Regions from separate parts of the Mus musculus genome. Here region 2 is linked to region 1. Evidence: chromatin contacts called from public HiChIP or PLAC-seq data. All regions are on one chromosome and are shown on one strand. Each heading gives the region's core, a stretch centred on a gene start, on an enhancer-like site or on the middle of the called end of the contact. The rest is flanking DNA. Distances are from core to core; before and after follow the strand shown. Region 1 overlaps Tmem87a (transmembrane protein 87A). Region 2 holds the start of Stard9 (START domain containing 9).

Evidence for each region. HiChIP or PLAC-seq counts read pairs in DNA pulled down with a chosen protein or histone mark.
Region 2: a contact with region 1 is called in an H3K27ac HiChIP or PLAC-seq map of microglia, with 6 times the contacts expected there. The contact joins the promoter of Stard9 here to the enhancer-like site in region 1. A contact is called at or near these places in 1 of 39 promoter capture datasets (hippocampal neurons) and 2 of 115 datasets of contacts at active chromatin or transcription factors (microglia and neural tube).

The regions. Positions count from the first base shown.
Region 1 is chr2:120,359,129-120,366,221 of GRCm38.p6, reverse strand. Tmem87a (transmembrane protein 87A) reads left to right here. Exons shown (of 20, transcript NM_001110496.1): 16 at 2,787-2,860; 17 at 3,282-3,343; 18 at 6,128-6,183; 19 at 6,658-6,688. Among named protein-coding and RNA genes, the nearest start is that of Vps39, 9.5 kb to the right of the region's middle. Within about 2 kb of position 3,346, at least 13 of the 459 cell types and tissues checked have an H3K27ac peak or open chromatin away from gene starts, as enhancers often do. A contact at or near this core is called in microglia, where this site is marked.
Region 2 is chr2:120,625,907-120,632,999 of GRCm38.p6, reverse strand. It overlaps Stard9 (START domain containing 9), which reads right to left and starts at 3,879. Exons shown (of 33, transcript NM_001370940.1): 1 at 3,730-3,879; 2 at 1,508-1,577. The coding sequence starts at 3,776.

The DNA of each region.
Region 1 (7,093 bases), core at 2,097-4,596:
CATTGCAGTCCCAGGTCCATGGAGAGGACCCATTAGTAAAGACTCCTGTTACCACTGTGCCTGACAACCTGAGCTCAGTTCCCATGATTCATAAGATGTGACTCCTGTACTTTGTCCTCTGACCTTCATGTGTTACTACACTTTACCTGCACACGCACACACATACACACAAATGAATGAAAAACCATTATATAATGTTTTCATAGTTTTTGATGCTGTAACTCATTTAACCCTTTATGAGACTTGATAATTAAAAGATAATTGTGCATACTCTGTAGTATAAAAATAATGTGGCTACTAGTAAACCCATTTCTTCCTTAGGCAGCCTTTTGGCATAATTGTTACACCTTAAGGACTCTTTAACTCACCTCTAGTCGCATTGGTTATCAAAATCTATGTTATAATTAGATTTTGTAGTATCTTGTATTAAACTATGGTTATGCTAGATTTAAGGTAGTTGCTCTCCTTTTTGGGTGGTAGTACTACGGGTTGAACCTAGAGCCTTATGTAGTCTTCCTTGGCGATAATCTCTGCTTTACTTTTCATTCTTAAATTGTTATGTGGGCTTGACCTTATTTGTTAACATTAAGTAGTGTCTGTGAGAGGAGACCTCTGTCTTACTCTGACTTCAGATGCTTTTCAAACACCAGCTGTGATCTTTACCAGTTAAGTTAGCCACGAGAGATTTGAAACAAATGAAAATGTTATTGTAGATAACAATAAAGTGTGAAGTGCCGAGTGAGGTCAAGCCTTCTGGGGCAGCCAAGTCCCATGGCAGTACTGAGGGGAAGGTATCCACGGGAAGGTTGACTAGGCCTTAGCCATCTCATGTGCAGACTGAGATTTTTTTTTTTTTTTTTTTAATAGGATGTTCAAGTAGGCTTCATTTTAGGGATTTAGGTATGGATCATTATAGGAACATCCACCAACTCAATCCAAAACAAAAAACAAACAAACAAACAAACAAACAAAAAAAACACTGAAAAAAAAACACTGAATAAAAAAAACCCATTATCATCTTATTGGATGCTGAAAAACCCTACACAACTTCTTGTTAAATGTCCTCCAGAGTAGAAGGATACAAGATACATTCCCAAGCATAATAAAAGCAATAAACACCAAGCCAATTGACAGCATCAAATCAATAAGCAACAGGATACATAAAGGGGGTCAAGGGAATGCAAATGGGAAAGAAGAAGTCAAAGGAGAGTATCTGTAAGTGATGCCAGAGGGTCTACCATGCTGGTCTCTTTATAACCACTGCTAATTTTTTTTTTTTAATTTATTACGTATTTTCCTCAATGACATTTCCAATGCTATCCCAAAAGTCCCCCAACCCCCCCCCCCCACTTCCCTAGCCACCCATTCCCATTTTTTTGGCCCTGGCGTTCCCCTGTACTGGGGCATATAAAGTTTGTGTGTCCGATGGGCCTCTCTTTCCAGTGATGGCCGACTAGGCCATCTTTTGATACATATGTAGCTAGAATCAAGAGCTCTGGAGTACTGGTTAGTTCATAATGTTGCACCTACAGGGTTGCAGATCTCTTTAGCTCCTTGGATACTTACTTTAGCTCCTCCATTGGGGGCCCTGTGATCCATCCAATAGCTGACTGTGAGCATCCACTTATGTGTTTGCTAGGCCCCTGCCTAGTCTCACAAGAGACAGCTATATCTGGGTCCTTTCAGCAAAATCTTGCTAGTGTATGCAGTGGTGTCAGTGTTTGGAAGCTGATTATGGGGTGAATCCCTAGATAAGGCAGTCTCTAGATGGTCCATCCTTTTGTCTCAGCTCCAAACTTTGTCTCTATAACTCCTTCCATGGGTGTTTTGTTCCCAATTCTAAGAAGGGGTACAGTGTCCACACTTTGGTCTTCATTCTTCTAGAGTTTCATGCATTTGGCAAATTGTATCTTATATCTTGGGTATACTAAGTTTTGGGCTAATATCCACTTATCAGTGAGTACATATTGTGTGAGTTCCTTTGTGACTGAGTTACCTCGCTCAGGATGATGCCCTGCAGGTCCATCCATTTGCCTAGGAATTTCATAAATTCATTTTTTTTAATAGCTGAGTAGTACTCCATTGTGTAAATGTACCACATTTTCTGTATCCATTCCTCTGTTGAGGGGCATCTGGGTTCTTTCCAGCTTCTGGCTATTATAAATAAGGCTGCTATGAACATAGTGGAGCATGTGTCCTCAGACTGAGATTTTAAAATACCTACAGCATTTAAAGTTAGGCCTTGGCTTTTGGTTTTTGGTTGTTGTTTGGTTGGTTTTTTTTTTTTTTTAACTCGAAGGCCACAGTTTTAAATTAGAGTTATTTTCTTTTGTGTGATATTTGTCTTTGAAATATATCAGGTGTTGTTTTAAGTACTTCATAGTGAGTTGATTTTGTGGAGGTTTTTATTGTTTAATAAAAGACAGGGTCTGTGTCATCCAGACTAGACTGGCTTTGAACTCGTATTCAGCCTCCGCCTCCGCCGCCTCCCTCTTGCTGGGTCACAACTGGGCCGCTCACCCTGCTTGACTCTACTTCTTGGAAAATACTACGGAGTGTTCTGACTGTTGTTCTCTTGTCTCCATTTGTACATGAGGACATTAAGTAACTTGTCTAAAGTCACAGTAGTGTGTGGCCCGAGCTGTCCTGCTACTCGGCTGGTGATACAGGCATTTAAGGACTTCGTGAAAGGGAGGAAGCATTGCAATTGCACTTCCAACAGAAGTTCTGTGATGTTCCAAGAGAGACTGCTCCCTTGTGGACTCCTTCTGTTCCTGTTTTGTCAGGTTTGCCTTCTCACCGTTGTCAGAGGAAGATGAGGAGGATGAGCAGAAGGAGCCGATGCTGAAGGAAAGCTTTGGTGAGCTTTGAAGAAAACTCACTGTTCTGATTTGTGCTTCTAGTATTTTTTTTCCAAGAAAATAATTTTAAAAGAAAAAAAAACCCCAAAAACCATGAGTTAATCTGTTTGGTAAAGTTAGGATGAGGAGAGAATAGCAAGGTTTAAAGATGAACCATAGCTGGACCGTTTGATCCTTTAATACCTTTAATCCCAGCACTCGGGAGGCAGAGGCAGGTGGATTTCTGAGTTCGAGGCCAGCCTGGTCTACAGAGTGAGTTCCAGGACAGCCAGGGTTACACAGAAAAACCCTGTCTCGGAAAACAAAACAAAACTTCAGACAGTAAGCTTAAATCTCTGAATATGTTTTTGCTTTTGTTGCCAGTGTGAGGAGAGTTCACCAATCTATGAGGGGATTGTTGTTTTTTCTTTCCTTTTGCAGAAGGAATGAAAATGAGAAGTACCAAGCAGGAACCAAATGGGACTAGTAAAGTAAACAAAGCAGTAAGTGGGCGCTTCCCTTCCTTCCTGGTCTTGGCCTGGGCTGCGGCCCACAGTGGAACCTAGCATGGCAGTGAATTAGGCCTGAATGATGATTTTAGTAATACTACATTTCTGTGTTCCTGCACATGGATGTGAGTGGAGTAGGCTATGTGCTGTGCCTGTGTGCAGGTCAGGCGACAACTTTCAAGAGTTGACTCTCCGCTTGCCACCATGTGAGTTCTAGGGATTGAATCCAGATCTTCCAGCTTGGCAGCAGCCCCCTTGCTGCCCTGCATTTACCTTTACCACACCTGTACTTACCCAAAGCAGTTACTGTAATCACTAGCAAGACTCTAATGACACTTTTCACAATCTTTTTAAAAAGCGACTGCAGTATTTGTAAGAACCCACAAAAGTAAAAGTAAAACACCTAAGTAGTTGAAGTGTTCTTGAGAAAAAGAACAAAGCAAAAGACATCACACTAATTTGGCTTCAAAATGTGGCACAGTGGGACTGAGGAGGCGGCTTTCCTCTGTGGGTAAAGCATCTCTGTGTAAGCATATAAGGGCCTGAGTACAGATACCCAGGCCCAGCATCAAATGCCCCAGGTACCATGTGTAACCAAGATTTGGGAGGTAGAGAAAGGAACATCCTTAGTGTTTGCTGGTCAGCCCATCTAGATAATAAGAGTTCTCCAGAGTCAGTGAGAAAACTTGTCTCAGAAAGTAAGGTGGGTGTAAGATGGCTCAGTGATTAAACACTTGTGCTGCCAAGCCTAATGGCCTGAGTTTTAGTAGAGAACTGGCTCCCCTAGATTTTTCACACAACTATAAATGAATAAATAAATTTTTTAAAAGGAAGTGAAGAATGATTGAGAAAGGCAAATGCTTATATCTAGCCTGAGTGCACATATACTCGTACATACCTGCATGTAATGAACACATAGATACTTATATGTACACAAAGTATTCCACAGAGAGCTAGAGCCACAGTTCACAGTAGAGGATGCCCAACATGAGTCTCAGGTATAAATCACAGCATAACTAAATCCAACCTCTAGAGCCATTGTAATCAACTGTGAACCAGCTGGACATAGTAGAGAGCCCAAAGGGTAAACTTACATACTTCTGGTCACCTGAATTTTGACAGAGGTACTAAGGTCACATAATAGGAAAAGGAAAGTTTTTTGTTTTCCAATCAGTAGTGTTGAAGAAACTGGATTTCTATTCAAAATGAGTTAGAGGCTGTAGGACTATAGTTCAATTGTAGAATACCAGCCTCACATGAATGAGGCCCTAGGTTCAATCCCTAGTACTGTAAGTAGGGTGATTGTAGGGGTTGCTGATTAAGGTCTTAAATGTAAGGCCTGAAACTGTAAAACTCAGAGAAGAAAACCAGAGAGACACTGCATCATACTGTTCTGCATAGAGCTTTTAAAATTTGTATCAAGCAGTCCAGGCCTCAGTCAACAATAAGAGTCATCATACAGAGTTGCCTCAAACCAAAAAGGTGCTGTATGGCAGAGCAGTCAGCAGGAGTGAGTAGACAACTACCTCATGAGAAAAAACATGGCTAATATGTATAAGGAACTCAAAATAAGTCAGTAGCAGAAAAACATGCTGATTCAAAAGGGGTCTTCAATAGAAATCCTCACAGGACGTCATTACAAATGTAATGTATTTTAAAAATGCTCACCACAGATAATCAAGAAATGCAAAATAAATCCACAATGAGGTGTCTGTCCCCTCTGTACCCTGCTCAGTATGGGTTAGTGAGAAATCAAAGTGAAGCTGCTTATTCTGTTACCCCGTAATCCTGATATTGGGCATGCAAGTCTGTGTGTGGAAAAGATGCCTGCATTTCCAGGCCAACTGTTGCAGCCTCAATAGCAAAGATACTTCAGTTAAATTTTACTCAATGACCTGGGTATGATTGAGCCTTTAATTCCAGCACACAGGAATCAGAGGCAGGCAAATCTCTCAGTTAAAGGCCAGCTAGCCAGGGTTACACAGAGAAACCCCATGTTTAAAATCCTGACATTTTTAGGAACTGGTAAACTAGGAGACAGTTTCTTAAATATGCCAAGCCCAGAAAAACAATTGTTGCATGATCTCTTATTTGTGAACTGTAGTAATGTTGAAGTCACAGGAAAAGACTAAGTGGTAGTTAGGATGGGGGCTTGTAGGCATAATGTTACTGTGCACTGTGTAAAGATCATCCGTGTGTTATTCAAACATTGAGTTCTGAGAATCTCCTGTCTCAATGTTGGGTAAACATTGCTCTCCAATTATTCCCTGTGATTGGTCAATAAAGAGCTGAGCATCCAATGACTGATCAGGGAAGAGAAATGGCTGGACTTTCTCCCAGCCAGGGGAGAGGACAGGAAGGGAGATGGTCCAGGAGACATCATGAGAAAACAAGTGGAACAGAAAAAGCTATAGAATGCAAATATCTCAGGAATTATTAGAAGATTCAGATAGATTAATACTGGTCCGTTGTTGGGCCTTAAAGCTGTTAAATGAATAAAACAGTCCAGTCTCCATTATTTGGGAACTAGCCAGGTTAAGAGAACACTGTAACATTTATAAATTAACACTAATGGGATACTAGGGAGATGTTAGCCAAAGGTATTTGAAGAAGAGAGTTGAATAGAATTTTCTGTCAGCCTCATTTGTTATGTATGTGTGCTATGGAGGATAACGAAAGGCTGCTAAAAGAATAAAGGTCTTAGGAGTTCAGATCTATTCTCGAGACAAATTATTTATTGGTATGTTTTAGTAATAGCTGATATGTATATGTTCCCAGCAGGAAGATGATTTGAAATGGGTAGAAGAAAATGTCCCTTCTTCTGTGACTGATGTGTAAGTTTTTGAATTATTACCTTAAGAATCCTGTTTCGGTGTTAGTATTACTTTATTATTGTTTTCAGTGGGAAACTGAGGAGAAGTGTGGTGAGAATATGAAGTATCAAGGAATGGTTAAAATATTAGGAGCAACATAAAACCAAAAATAATTAGGACTACTCACTTGCATGATATTTCTGTTTAGAATGATTTAGCTCTAGGTCAGTCTAAAGTCCATTGGCTAGTTCTTTTTAAATTTCTGAATTCCTTCCTGGATCTTTAATGTTAATGAGACATTGACCCCGCCACTCTGTGGGGTATGTTTTACTCTTTCTTTATAACTTGAATAATTCTGATTATTTTTTAATTTGTTTGTATCTTAAAAGAGATACAAATCTTAGCTAAGTTGTAAAAAAGCTTTAAGTTTCGCTCGTTATCTATTGTCCTTCATGAACAGTTTGTGACCTTATTTAATATCATGTTTCTCTGCAGAGCACTTCCGGCCTTGCTGGACTCAGACGAGGTTAGTGATCAAATCATGGACTTTATCTCATTTGATCTGGTAACTAAATAGCCACTCATGAATTCCCCATTGACGAAGAATCTTGACTGCCCAACAACTGACCAGTGTGGACTGGTTTGGCTGAAAAAGACAGGAATGGGCATACAAAGATTCCTTTCTGTATATCTTTGTGTACATAGTCTCTTTTCCAGAGTTACATGGTCAGACTTACAAATTAGAAGTTATGAATTAGAAGTTAGTAACAAACTAGGTGTGGTGACGCATGCCTTTAATCCCAGAGGCAGACAGATCTCTGAGTTTGAGACCATCCTGGTCTACAGAGTGAGTCTAAGACAGCCAGGGCTACACAGAAAAACCTTGTCTTGAAAAAAAAACAAACAAAAAAAGTTGGGAAACAGACACTGA
Region 2 (7,093 bases), core at 2,630-5,129, 270 kb before region 1:
TGCCAGCCTGGATCCAGGAGGGAAAGCAAGACTTACCGAGGGCTGCTCCTTGAGAACGCAGCACTAAGAGTGCCCAGGGAAAGATTAAGGGGACAGATACTCATATCTTTTTAGAAGAGTACTTTACTTTTAGAGGAGAACTTTAGTTTTATAGAAGAGTAAAGTTTGAAAAGGGAAAGGCAACTCTGACATTAGCCATTCAGAAACTACAGAAGAACCTGGCTGTCATGAGTAAGTGCCTGTTCATAGATAACGACTTTAGGGAAGTCAATAGCCAAGGTGTGTAGACGGAAAACCTAACTTTGTTCTTCAGGGCTGGAGAGATGGCTCAGAGTCTGGCTGCTCTTCCAGAGGACCCAGGTTTGATTCCTGCACCCATGTGGTGGCTCATAACCATCTGTAACTCCAGGCCCAGAGAAGAGATCTGATGCCCTCTTCTGGCCTCCTAGAACACAAGGTATACACGTGGGGTGCAGCCATACATGTAGGCACAACACCCATACACATAAAATAATAAATAAATATATTTTTTTAAAGTTTGTTCTTGGCCAAGCTTATTCTCTAGACCCAAAAGTACCCTGAAGTGATTAGCAAGAGAGATAAGTAAGAGGAGGCAGGGGATGAACGGTCCCTTGTCTTCCTGGAGCTCCTGCTGAAACTTTGGCAGAGCCCATTCCCTTTTAACAAGAGCGAATGTCAAGAGGAAACAAATCACATCACAGAAGAGAGGGCATAGCTCTGAGGCTGAGGTCTATAACCTCCACTCTGCCTCAGCTTCCTCATTTCTTGGCAATGGCGGCTTATACCACAAGCTAACTACAGCAGCCGTCATGTGGTCACCTCCTTGGCTTCTTTCCACTGTTTAAGCTCCACAAAAGGAGAACGCATTCATCTTCCACATCAGGAAGGGTGGAGGAAGTTGACACTAGGAGATGGGGGGAGGGAAGGAAGTTCCCTGTGCCTGTCCAATTGTGCTCCAAAATTAAATAGGGTGGTAAAAGAAAATCTGCAACAAGACTCAGGTTAGTGGCCTTTTGGGATCTGAAGGCTGATGTCTGATGTCTGGACCACATTATGGCCAACACAAACCCTATATTATCTGGTAAAATTCCTAAGGATGCCATGGATAAAGTATTATCAGTTGTGGGGCTCAGGATAAAGTCTAACTGGTGACCAGGTGAGTTACATAGACACACAAATTGCCCCTGGCAAGAGTTAAGCTGATCATGGCCCTTATCACATCCCTGGGGTTAGTTTCAAAGCAGCTGCTTATCAGTTTACAAAACAGCTGCACTATTCCAGTTAGCAGACCATTGACCAAACCACCACATCTTCTGGAGTCTACGCACAATTCTCTTCTTGTTTATTTGCTTTATGATTGGTCCACGATTCCTCTACAAGCCTCTTCCATCTCCTGCTCTTTCATATACTAGACATATTCACCCCAAGAGGCCACCTAATTATAATAGTTCTTAATTTAAAAAAAAAACAGATATTTCAGGCTTACCTTTACATTCCTGATTTTTGCCACTTTGTCATCAACTTCCACAATAATTCTTCCCCCTTCTTTGGTCTCCCTAAGAAATAAGAACAGAATTTAAATGAGAAAAAAAAAACCCTTTTTGTTTTGTTTTCTGAGACTGATTCTCACATATCCTAAGAACCCTAAAAAAAAGTGGGGGAAATGAATGCATGGTGTGAAAGGCACAGGAGAGTGGGGGCAGAGCACAGACCAGGCAGGTGCTCTTCAGCAGTGAGTGAGTCTGGATAGACAAGGACAGCATCTCACAGTGACAGACAGCTGAGGTCAAGGCTAGGGCTTCAAAACCACTTCTGTGCTGTTATTTTATTCAAGGTCATCTCTAGCCCTATAGAACAAAGGAGTAATTTTGAGCATCTCAGAAAGGAGCAGGATGGTGCGGCGAGTCAAATCCTGCTTTTTAGAACTTAAACAAGACAATGTTCTCATTTGGAAAAAATAATGTTAGCTTTGGCTAGGTGACTTTAATGGTTCCTTCACACATACAGTTATCAGTGCTGATGACTTATTTGAATATTAGCACAGACTACATAATCAGCAGATTCCACACATGCAAAACAACCTCAATGAGCAGCGGGTACTACCACTATCTCTGCAGACTTCTGTGGGAATTGAAGAATGGTCTGCTCTGACTTCTTGGCTGAGATTGCACTGAGTGCTTACATAACTACCTCTGAATCTATGGTCCTTGTGAACCGGGAGCCTGCTAAACTCTGCTCACTCCTGGAGATCAGTGGGCTTGACAGTCTACCACTTACTCTCAAGGCCCCACACTGGTGCTGAAAGTAAGTTTCCTGGTTGTTTTTCATTGTTGTTGGATGAGATACATTATTCTTAGCAGTGACTGCAAATATCAACAGCATTTTCCTAATCTAATCCATGCTATTTGAAATTGCTGGTTTCCAAGGAACTAAACAGTTAAGAGTAAGTGGTCAATGTTGCTATCCTACAAATCCTAAAAGACAGTTTGGAAAGGACCTCCTCCTAGACAGCAGCTACTCCCAGGAGGCCCCCAGCCCTGAGTCACCACAGGCAGTGATATAAAGCCAGATGTTTAAAAAGTCATTTACCAATCAAAACACAGCAATTTGGGGTACACTCTTTTGTGTTCCTCCTATCTCACTGCTCTCATTCGGTCTAAACTTTTAAAAGCAGATGGCCTCTAAAAGGACAAACCTAACCCATACAGAACCATTTTCGTCATAGGAGACAATGCCCTTTTTGACCTCTGTTCCCATTTACCAAGGTATCTTGTGTACTGGACAGTTAAAAAAAACCTGCTAATTCCAATACATGTCATCTGGTCTAGACCCACACTCTGCCAGTTTTATCACCCATCACTCTTCCGCTTCAACCCAAGCAGGTGTCCAAGGCTTCCATCTACACCCTAAGAGCAGAGATTTGCTCTTTCTTCCTGTTCTTGGAGGACTCTGCACTTCTTCTCCTTACTTGTCAGAAAACTCAAAGATCATTCACAACAGCTCTTTGACACCAACTTTTGTGCAAAGCATTCTCTGACTTCCCAAGTGAGAGGAAAAGAGGATGAAGTGTGCAGCTTCACACTGGATGCCTCAAGGGCTGAGGGGTGCAGAATCAGGCTCCTACACAAGGAACTAGCTAGCATGGAGGACACCAAGAAGAGATGTCTGGAGAAACTTCCCCTATGTCACAGTTCAGTCTTTAAATCACACCAACTACTGAGCACAGGTTGAGAGTGTACTTTCTCTGGGCCTTTATTTTCCTTCCATATCCTGATAATTCTTTTTCCTATGTCCTCTTGGAGCAATCCCATGTGTATATACGGACACAACAGCCTCCAGTCCTCACTTGGGTACTCCCAGAACACCAAAAGTAGTGGAGTCTGCCCATCCTTTTGTACTTCCTCACGTCATGCTCCGTGAGAAAGGCCCTACTACGTGCACCAAGACCCAAGCCAGGGTCCCTAGAAACTAGTTGGCAGGTCACCAAGGACATGCACACAGGGCAGCGACTCCTGGAGCCACACAAGAACTGCTATCTCCTAGGACGCGAAGCCCTGTCCCTCCAGGCCTTCTGGACCCTGAGCCTCCATGACAATCTGTGTCTGATTTTTTTTTTTTCTCCACGCCAGTCCACCCTGAGGAAGGCAGGGACCTCGCACTCCTCTCAGCTCACTTGACCCCTCAGGCGCCCCCTCCTGACAGACTCACCGCTTGCTGAGAGGCCGGACCCTCACGGCCACCTGCACATTCGCCATCCCTCCGCCACAACCCAAGACCCACACAGCGGTCCGGCGGAAGCATCCCTGGCCGGCGTCCAGCGAACAGACCCAGCCACAGGCACTGCAAGAGCCACAGACTGCCCCGCCCGTCCCACGCGCCTCCCGACCGCAGCCCAAGCCTCGCCCTAGGGGGCGGGGCCCACTAGGTATCAACCAATCCTGAGACAGATGGGGGTGGGCCTCCTTGCCTTGCTCCACCCTCTCACTTCTCTGGACGCTCCCGCCCGAGTGCAAGGAAACGCCAGACAGGGGCGGGGCCTGCGGAGCCTTAGCCAATCCTGAGGCAGGTGGGCTGAGCAACCTGGTCTCGTTCTACCCCTCGCACCGCTGACTGTCCTACGCAAGCTGTAGTATCTCTTTTGTTCTAAAATCTGGTGACTGAATTTCTGGTTAATACTTGAAAGTTCATGAAGGAAATTAGTAATTTTATTTTTTACCCTATTGGTCTGCTATGTCAAAACTGCGGCTAAATTTTAAGGTCAAAAATAAAGTGGAGCCTATCGTAGAGGCTGAGGCAAGAATATTTTGAATTCAAGGTTAGCCTACATGGTGAGTTGAAGTCAGCCTGGAGTTCAGCGTGAAGTCCCGTCTCAAAACAACAACAATGAAATGAGAAAAACAAATGATTTTGTAATTCTAAGGTGCGTTTAAATGAAGAGGCTTGGGGCTGGTGAGATGGCTCAGTGAGTAAGAGCACCCGACTGCTCTTTCGAAGGTCTGGAGTTCAAATCCCAGCAACTACATGGTGGCTCACAACCATCCGTAACAAGATCTGACTCCTTCTTCTGGAGTGTCTGAAGACAGCTACAGTGTACTTACATATAATAAATAAATAAATCTTAAAAAAAAAAAAAAAAAAGGTGTGGGCTGTCATGCCCAGCCTAAAAAAAAAAAAAAAAAAAAATGAAGAGGCTTTTTTTTTCTTCTTTCTTTCTTTTTTTTTTTTCCTAACTTACTGACAAATTTCTCTCGGTTGCCCTGTAACTTCACTACCACCCTAAGCAGTATTTATAGTACATACAGAGCAAATGCTGTCTGATCAGAGCTGGTTTATTCAAATAAGAAATAGCTATTTATAGCTGTAAAGCCTGAAGCCCAGCTCTGAGACCTGGGGTGCTGATGAACACTTAACAATTCCAACACTGGGGAGTTCCAAGACCTCCACACAGGAAGCTCCCATGTCTCACAACAGCAAAAACAGAAACAAGGGTCCGTTTCTGATGGTGACAAATTTGTGTCCACTGAAGACTACTAAATCGTCAAACATCATGATTAGAGAGAGGTGGGGTAGGGTTAGCCATTGTATTATTAATATTAGGGTTAGAGTTTATATAAGCTGGAGAGTGGTTCTGCAAGCCTTTATTTAATCTTAGCAATTGGGAGGCAGAGGCGGGTGGATCTCTGTGAGTTCAAGGCCAGACTGGTCTACAGAGTGAGTTCCAGGACAGCCAGGGCTACACAGAGAAACCCTGTCTCAAAGAAAGAAAGAGAGGAAGGAAGGAAAGAAAGAAAGAGAGGAAGGAAGGAAGGAAGGAAGGGAGGGAGGGAGGGAGGGAGGGAGGGAGGGAGGGAGGGAGGGAGGGAGGGAGGGAGAGAGAGAGAGAGAGAGAGAGAGAGAGACTCACACAAAACCAAGACAAACAAGAAACACACAGACCAAAAAACAAAAAACCCCAAGTCACTTCCTTCATGAGAATTAGGATCTTATGGAAAAGGAAATAACTATCTAAATGTGTATAACATTGTGCCAGACACAAAATGCAAAGAAAAATAAAAGGGAATAAAAGAGAGTAACAGTGTTAGGTGGTTAAAGAGAAAGTTAAGAAAGTCACTACTTTATATAGACTCTTAAAGGAAGTCCTCACTGATACCAGTGACACCCCACTATATTTGAGGAAAGTAAGGCTGGGAAGTTTTTCAGAGACTATTAGTTCATAGAATTTCCTACGTCAGCCTCTATTAAGGCAGACACTGTTCTAAGCAATCAGAACACACCTGTCTGGTGAAACCTCTGACCTCATAGAACTGGGAGTAGACTAACAGGTAAAAACAGTTTTAAAAAATGTTTAGCCATGCAGCAAATTAAAATTTAAAAGTATGTTTTAAAAAGCAAGAACGGGGCTGGTGAGATGACTCAGCAGGTAAGGGCACTGACTGCTCTTCGGAAGGTGCTGAGTTTAAATCCCAGCAACCACATGGTGACTCACAACCATCCGAAATGAGATCTGACACCCTCTTCTGGTGTGTCTAAAGATAGCTACAATGTACTAGCATATAATAATAATAAATCTTTGGGCCGGAGAGAGCAGAGGGCCTGAGTTCAATGCTCAGCAACCACATGATGGTTCATAACAATGTACTCACATACATAAAATAAATAAACAAATCTTTAAAAAAGAACAAAACTAGTTGTAAAGAGAACAGAATCATGGAGCCCGAGATTGGAGGGCTGTGTAATCAGAGTCCTGTGTATAATCAGAGTCCTGCTTCAGTTGAGGCAGGAGAATTTTGAGTTCCATGCTAACCTGGACCACATATCAAGACCTGGTATCAAAACAAAACAAAACAAAACAAAACAAACAAACAACAAAACAAAAGCCATGCTGTGTGTGAAAGGACAGACACAGGGAGCAGGTCAGTGTAAGACCCCATGCTTGTAAGACAGTCTTCGTAGGGGTAGACCGAGGTGCAGAGCCAGGATCATGGAGTTAATATGAAGCCACAGTGGCTTCTTGGTTTTATTCAGTGGATTGGGAAACATAGGAAAGTTTTGGAGAAAGTAAAATTATTTGACTTGCATGTTCTAATTTTCAAAATGGTGTGTGTGTGTGGGGGGTCACCATCTTTGGGAGTTCAGATCATTCCAGCTGGACTTGACTATTTGCATCCCCTTATGGAAGGCAGGGGAGTTCGTGGGATCAGCAGCTGGGTATTCAGCCATTCTAAACCACATCTCGCATGTAATTCTGCCCTAATAGCACTTAACGCGGGAGGAGTTAGAGCACATAGACCAGGGGAAGGGAGAAAGAGGGCTGCCTTCTATCTGTGCAGCTATGGGAAAGAGGGCTGCCTTCTATCTGTGCAGCTATGGGAAAGAGGACTGCCTTCTATCTGTGCAGCTATGGGAAAGAGGGCTGCCTTCTATCTGTGCAGCTATGGGAAAGCCTTCATCCCTGCTGGCAAAGACTGCCTTTTGGGGAGAAGAGCACCCACAATCCCATAAGTAACCCCTTACCCATGTTCTGTAAGGAAGCCCAATAAACTTATAAGCACCCCCAGAGCGAACCCACACT